2 separate regions of the Mus musculus genome follow, and region 2 is linked to region 1. A link is a contact called in public promoter capture Hi-C data. All regions are on one chromosome and are shown on one strand. The core of a region is the stretch at or near the end of the contact, and the rest is flanking DNA. Distances in the headings are between cores, read along the strand shown.

Region 1 (3,798 bases), core at 571-3,070:
ATCACACACTCAGATAAGAACTTCCATTGCTAGGAAACAGACACAGACTGTTCCAGGAAAGGAGCTAGGATGTGGCCATACCCCACTCAGGTCCCGAATGCAGAGAGATATCCTTAGATTTCTGGCCCAGAAGATGGGTTTCTCTTCATCCCTTCTTATCCCTGGAGTGGGCTTCTTTTTCCTCCCAGCAAGGTGAACATATAATTCCAAGTTTTCCTAGTCTTAGGAGGAGCCAGTGTGGGCAGCCAGGTGGGCTGGGCAAAGATGTGGTCTACTTGTGGGTAGAGCTAGAGATTCAAAGATGTTCTCCCTCTCCATCCCCCGGGACGGGAAAAGAGCGGCTTGGTACTAGCCCAGCCCCGAGCAGCCCTGGTCTGGCTGTTCTGACCTCCAAACTCTCCGGCCTTCGAGGATGGAGCCCGAAGGTTACAAATCTCCCTCCCTCCCTCCTTGACAGCAGACGCTAGGAACCATAACCATATGGCGAGGGACTTTGAGTCCCAAGTCAAAAGTGCAGTTTCGCGGACCCCAGCAGGCGATTAGTAAAAGCGGAGAATGACCTAAGCATTTGAAGACTCCCGAGACCACTTGCTTCAGACCCTTCCTGCTTCCCATTCATCTTTCCTCCAAACTCCCTTGGTGCTAACTCCGAGGCCAAGCGTTTCTTGACCGAGATCAATGAAGTTAGGACTTGACTCGGCGTCCGGGGCTGGGACAAACGGTGAGTTCCGCTAACTAGTCTGCGGCTCCGAGGTCGATAGAACCCGGCAGGAAGGCAGAGCCGAAGAGAAGCAGCGCTCCGTGCATGTGCGTGTGTGCATGTGTGTGTCTGTGTGCAAGAAAAGAATTTCAGGGAGGGCAGCCAGTCCCAGGACCTCAGTTGCTGCAACCCAGAGAAGAGCGAGGGGCTGGGCAGTGGGCTCTCAGGGTCCCCGGATATGTTTCCCCAGAATTGTGTTCTAGGTTCCAATCCTGACTTGACAGCGTCAAGGCAGAGGTAGGTGAGAGATGTCCCAGTCCCGGGTCCGGCCACCACCCGACCCAGTTCCTCTGCAGTGAGGATACGAGGGACCCAGAATAAGCGGCAAAGTCGAGCGAAGTTTGGAGACCAGCGGGGTAGGCAGAACGGCGGGCTGGTAGCTGGGCTGTCCGGACTCTGCACCCGCGACCTGCCGCCCCCCCCGCAACGCGCCCGGGCGCCCCTAGACGCCTGGAGTGGAGCGAGGGAGCGCGCGGGAGAGCGCGTGTGTGCGGGGAGGGGGTGGCGTGATGAATTGCAGCAGAGAAATCCCATTAGATCCGGGGAGATGATTAAAGGCGAGGTCTCGGCCGGGCGCGAATGGCGGGAGCCGCGGCGGCTTCCCGCCCGTAGAGCCCGCGCCCCGCCCGGCTGGGTCGGCGCCGGGGACAGCGCAGCCGGCGGGACGTGGTGCTTGGGAGGAACAACAGGACGCACGGAGCAAGGCGCCGGGATGGTCTTGCTTTCCTACCCCTGGGAGTCCGCGCCCGCCCCCGTCCTGTGGCCGGACGCCCGGGTCCCTTACCGTGAGCCAGGAGCGCCAGCAGCGAGGGCAGGAGCAGCAGGGCTGCTGGGCGCATGGTGCTGCTTGCGGCCGCGCCCCGGGTCGGGGCCGCGGTAGGGGAACTGGGGACTGGGAGAGGCGTGGGCGCGGGGGGCAGAGCCGGTCCCGGGGAGAGCAGCGGGGCCGCCGCCGCCGCCGCCAGCGCCTGACAGAATCAGCACCACGGCCAGCGCCTGGCGTCGGCGCCCGGGATCGCCGCGCGGGGCTGGGGGCGGGGGCGCAGGAGGAGCGGCTTACCGTAAAGTCTCAAGCAAAGGCGCAGAAGACCCAGCGGCAAGAGAACAGGCTTTCGAGCCCTGGGGAAAGGACTGCCCTGCTAATGTGGCACACAGCCCCCGCCTTCCCGAGCTGCCCACGCCCAGCCAAGCTTGCCACCCTCTCCCGGGTTTGTAGCTTACCAAGGTGTCAGGTTCTAATCGGATTCTCCATTAAAGAGAACACCCCCTCCTCACCTCTCTCTCCACCCCACCTTGGTACCTGACAGCTACAAGGGTGATCTGGAAAGATGCACATCAGTGAGGCAGCTGGTGAGGCCCGCCTGCCCTTGTGGCAGCTCCATCCTGGGCCGATAATGAAGACGGCTTTTGAACGTACAAAGGACAATAAATTATTACTTTGCGCTCAATAAATGCCAGGGCTCCAGGCAGCTGCATCAGCAGCAAACTGTGCTCACAGAAAAGCTTAATTATCCTGATATTATAGTTAAAAGCCAGTGGCACTTGTGTCCTGGGGAGACATTCTCCACTTGGTAGGGGGCAACCTGGGTCAAGCTGTGGGGTGCTGAAGGCAGCACCCTGGGTCCCCATGTAGCCATGGGGTTCCAGACCTTGCTTCCTCTATTTCCTCTGTAGAACAAGAATAGCCACAGGAACACAGATCTTTTATGCCAATACCAGCTTCGGTCTTGGAACTGACGAAGAAAATGGGATAAGCATGAATATCAGGGGTCTTTATGACTGTTTTAGTTTTAAATTTTCATTTTTTTTTTTACCAGGACCTGGCACATGATTCCATACTTGATAGATAGGGAGGGGCTCTACCACTGAGCTACACCTTCAACCCACCAGGTGTAGCTGATTGTTTCAGATGGAGGAAAACTTGAAGAAGGGGCAGTAACCCCAGAGTAGTTGGAATAGTCAATAGCACAGAAAAATAAGATCCCATGACTTTGTGACCTGAGGAACCCCAGTAAGCCATGGGCCAATAACAGGCTAGCCATAGCTGTGCAGAACTAGAGGCTATTATTCAGACCCAAGGGACATGGTTAGGCTTGTTACTGAATTTCAGTGGACTCAACAGGACACAACCACGTGGCTGATGTTAATATCTGTAGAGGAAGAAGGAGGCCCTCAAAGGGCAGCTTAATGTTGAGTTCTTTCCATGTGAACGTGGGTCAAACCCCAACAATTTGTCCACAGCACTTCCCCCATCTCATCCTGGAAGCAAGTGACTTCTGCCCTAAGTTTCATTCCTAGGAGAGTCTTTCGGTCCTTACAGTCTTCCAGCTTTGCTCCTTTGATGCTCTGTAGATCCTTTTGTGGGCTCTGGGGAGCCATCTTGCTTGCTGTAAAGAATCCCAGGCAGCAGGTGGCATGTGGAGTTATCTGGGGAAGATGCTGGGTGAGGATTTTGGACAGTTGTCTGGTGAATTGGAAGAGAAAGGAGAGTAGCAGAAGGGATGGCAGGTAGGGGAGCCTTTGAAGAAAAGATCAGAAATGTGGAGAAGCCAGGAGAGAGGGACGGAGGAAAGGGAAAACAAGACCTGCCCACAGAATGGGAGAACAGGCGCAGAAGTGCCTGACTGAAGTCTGGAAACGGGTGAGTGCCATGAGGCTCTTCCTTTCTCACAGGCATTCCTGACATTTCTCACATCCCTGGGTCCTTCAGGACTACACAGCTCTGGGAAAAGGGGGTTGAGCCACAATGCAGGATGAACCTGATCTATCAGGATAGTTCCTCCTGACTTAAAGGCTTCTGGAGGTCTCACCCGACTATCTTGGCAGTAGGGCTCTGGATGAGCTGGGGACTACCTATAAGAAGAAAGGTAAGGAAATTTTCTGGGAACCTGCAACATGGCCTTCCTGACTGCCTGGGATACAAGAGGGAGTCCATTGCAGACTACAATCCCAGGATACAACACTCTCTCCTGAACCCAGGGAATGGATCTGCACTGCATGACTAGAGTAATAATACGGTTTGCTGTCATTCTTTACTG
Region 2 (3,894 bases), core at 63-2,562, 460 kb before region 1:
CCTGGCTGGCCTTTGAGGGAAGGGCCTGTCAGCCTGGGTCAGGGCCATAACAACAGCCTAACCACTCCAGCCTGAAGCAGGTAGGTCAGGCCTGATAGCCCAGGATGCTGGACCACCCTGCTAGGCATGCAAGCCCCAGCACTACTGCCTTCAGGGGCAGGGTAGCAAGAGGTTTTGGGTGTCTCCTGGTAAGAACACAAGAACTCAAGACATGAACTCCCCAGTGCTGTGGAGAACCAACAGACTGGAACACTTCACCACAGTCTACCAGATGGAGCTGTGTCCCTTATACAGGGAATGTCCTATAGAACAATGAGTGTACCAGAAACACACAAGTCCCTTTTTCCCCCTGAAGGTCATCAGGTCCTCAGTTGGCTTGTGGGCCATGCTTTGTGACCATGAAGTAGTGTCTTGACCTCTCTAGCCTAACCTGACTTTAGTCTCAGCAAATAGGCCCACGTTTCTGAGCCAAGTTTAGATATTTCCCCATTCCTGTGCCCTGAGACCCTGGGTGGGGAAAGTCCCTGTTGTCTACTCCCTCCCCATTCCCACACCCACCAACTAGCAACAGTCTACATGGGCAGCCAGACCACAGAGGCTCTCAAACCTGTCCAAGACACCTGCAAGACAGAAAAGAGCTTATTAGGTAGATAGAACAAAGCCAGGTCACCCCATTGTCACCTGAAGCACCCCAGCGTTCAAGGTCAGCCCCTCCGATTAGACCTCCTGTGGGGGGGATTTCTGTCTCTCAGTCTCTGAGGAAGGGAAGGGCTGGTAGAGGATGGAGAGAGTCAGGTCGTCCAGCAGGGCAGCTGCTGAAGGGGTAGCCTGCAACCTCAGCTGGCTATAAGCAGGAGGCTTAGAAGGAGCCAGCCTCCACCACAACCACAGATGTGTTGCAAAGGAACAAGGTTAGGGGAGGCAGGACTGTGGCCCCTTGAGGGTGGGGGACCCCTAAAGGGTGGTGAGCCTTGTTCTCAGAGCCCTGGATCACACTTACCCACATTCCTGTGTGCACAGCCCCTTCACGCCCAGTCACAGAAAGCCACCATCATGTACATCTGTACAGCGTGCTCAGACCCACGAGTCCTTACAAGTGTGCAGAGGCTCACACACAGCTCTGGCCAGACGCATCCAGCACACATAGTAGTGCCACACCCTGCCATAGCCTTGGGTAAGCCTGAGGAGGGAGAGAGTACCTTTGCCATAGCCTTGGGTAAGCCTGAAGAGGGAGAGAGTACCTTGGCACTCTGCAGCAGAAAATCTCACTGTTCTTAGAGACATGTCTCACCTGCTCTGATCCTGGGAGGGATGAGGACTTGAGTTCAGCACCCATCTAAGACCTGAGGACTCCACCCAGCTCCTCCCCGCCCCCCCCCCCAGCCCCCGCAGACCCTCCCCACCAAGCTTGGAAACTCCCTACACTTCCCAAGGGTCAGCCAACCAGAACAGGGGCGGACCTCCCTGGCCAGCTCCCCTGAGGCTCTGGTCCAGTTGTTCTATCACCTAGCCAAGGAGCCACTACCCCCCAGCATGCTCAACCTATGACCAGAACTCTCGAGGTCCCTGCAGCCAGCCTCTGAGATGAGGCCTAGCCCTCAGCATTTTATGCTGGGGTAGACTGTAGAGGGCAGTGTGCTGAGGAGCCCCGCCCCAGGACCCCTCTGCAGACAAGAGTGTCTGCAAAGGCAGTCTCAGTCTTAGGAACTCACTTTGAAAAGCAGAGCCCAGCCTACAGGAGCAGAGTTGGATAGACATATCAGGCATGGCGAATTATTGTGCCTGTAATCCTGGGAATTATAGAGGAATTGCTGCAAATTCAAGGTTTGGGGTTTGGTCTACAACCAGGGCTACAAAGTAACACCTGTCTAAACTGAAAGAGAGAGAGGGGAGGAGACTATCTTAGAGTTTCTATTCCTGCTCAAAACATCATGACCAAGAAGTTGGTTGGGGAGGAAAGGGTTTATTCAGCTCACACTTCACATTGCTGTTCATCACCAAAGGAAGTCAGGACAGGAACTCACACAGGGCAGGAACTTGGAGGCAGGAGCTGATGCAGAGGCCATAGAGGAATGCTGCTTACTGGATTGCTTCCTCTGGCTTGCTCAGCTTGGTTTATTATAGAACTCAGGACTTCCAGCCCAGGGATGGAACTACCCACAATGGCCTGGGCCCTTCCTCCCCCCTCCCCGATCACTAATTGAAAAAATTCCTTACAGCTGGATCTCATGGAGGCATTTCCTCCAGGGAGGCTCCTTTCTCTGTGATAACTCTAGCTTGTATCAAGTTGACCCACAAAGCCAGCCAGTTCCGGGGACCAAGGGTAGAAAGAAGGACCAGTCAGTAAAGTGCTTATCACACAAACACATAAGGACCTGGGTTGGAGCCTCCCAATCTACATAAAAGCCCACATGCAGCATCTTGCAGCCTGAACCTGGGCACAGGTAGGTCTTCCCAGCCAGTCACTACAGTTAAGTCAGCCTTAGATTCAGCAAGAAACTGTCTCCAAAAATGAGGAGAGGAGAGAGTGAGGAAGACATCATACACTGACCTCTGGCCTCCATTCACACGCTCAAAACACACCCACACAAACACAAGCATACACCTTACCTGGCCCCAGCCCCTCCCACACACATGTATAACTTGACCGAAGATGGTGCATTCTGATTTAAGGTGAGGGGCTCCAAGCATGGAAACTGCTCCTCCTGCCTGGGTCTCCATAGTCTTTCTCTAGCCTGGAATCTGGCAGACCCTGTTGCAGGGGTTCCCACACCTGGCCAGCAAAGGGCAGAGCTTTGGCAGGCAGGTCACAGTTCTAACCCCTCAGCTTCCCAGGCCTGTTCAAACAGTAGCTGTGGCCAGCGGGACCAACGCCAGCACAGTTCTGTCTGCAGGAGGGTAGGAGTGCTTTCTGAGTCAACACTGCAGATGCTAGAATCCAGGTGAGTGTTAGTTAGAATGGGGCTCTGGACCTAGGAGAGAACACCGAGGGCCTGGTTTGGTGAGAGGAGTTAACAGTCTGTTATCAGGAGGAAGATCTCACTCAGCCTCTAGATTCAAGCTCTGCTTGCATTCCCAACTCCTGCTCTGTCTCCCAGGCTACAATGATGAAGAGGCCGTCAGATGGACAGAGGAAGCAGAGGCAGAAACTGCGATCAAGAGGAAGGGGCTTGGCACGTCCAACAGAAGACTATTGGAAGGAGTGGTGATGGGCGCCTGTACATCCCAGCTCTTGGGAAGCTGAGACAGGAGATTGTAGGTTTGAAGGCAGTCTGGAGTATATAGTGAGCCCCAGACCAATCTAGACTGCATATGGATGTCTTGTCTTTAACAAAGACTTTAGTCTAGACAAAAAAATAACTGAAAGAAGCAGAATCAGGTCCAGAGAGAAGGCTCAGCCGCTTAAGGAGTTGTTATCAGACCTGAAAACCTGAGTCTTACCTGGGACCCAGATAGAGGAAGGGGAGAACTGACTCCCACAAGTTGTCCTCTGACCTTAATATAGATACTAAGGCACACACAGGCAAGCACACATACAAATGTATATATACAAATATGATACGATCTGAAGAGAAACCAGAGTATGACACAAAATTTGTATCATACAAATGTGTGTGTGTATGTGTGTGTGTGTACTTTTAAAGGCTTGAAAGAAAGAAAGACTCTCACTGTGGCACTGGCCAATCTCCTGGGATCCCACCAGGGCCTTCCCAGAGTCCATGACTGTTGAATTAACTTCCATTCTCTCAATTATTAATGAAGTTGAAAGTCTTTCATTTGTGCTCTGGTCATTGGTAGTTTGTTTGTAAATTCATGTTTATTGTCTATTTTTTTTCCTGAGGGATTGACCTTTAATTGATTTGGAGGAGCTCTTTATATATTATGGATACTAAT

Evidence for each region. Promoter capture Hi-C pulls out the DNA fragments that hold promoters and counts their contacts.
Region 2: a contact with region 1 is called in a promoter capture Hi-C map of liver, with 2.7 times the contacts expected there. The contact joins the promoter of Slc13a2os here to the promoter of Sez6 in region 1. A contact is called at or near these places in 1 of 39 promoter capture datasets (liver) and 1 of 484 Hi-C or Micro-C datasets (pro-B cells).

Annotation. Positions count from the first base shown.
Region 1 is chr11:77,928,861-77,932,658 of GRCm38.p6, reverse strand. It overlaps Sez6 (seizure related gene 6), which reads right to left and starts at 1,820. Exons shown (of 17, transcript NM_021286.4): 1 at 1,545-1,820. The coding sequence starts at 1,599. Gm11190 (predicted gene 11190) reads left to right here and starts at 3,371. Exons shown (of 3, transcript NR_033549.1): 1 at 3,371-3,401.
Region 2 is chr11:78,391,903-78,395,796 of GRCm38.p6, reverse strand. Slc13a2os (solute carrier family 13 (sodium-dependent dicarboxylate transporter), member 2, opposite strand) reads right to left here and starts at 1,312. Exons shown (of 5, transcript NR_003282.2): 1 at 1,292-1,312; 2 at 1,001-1,180; 3 at 559-620.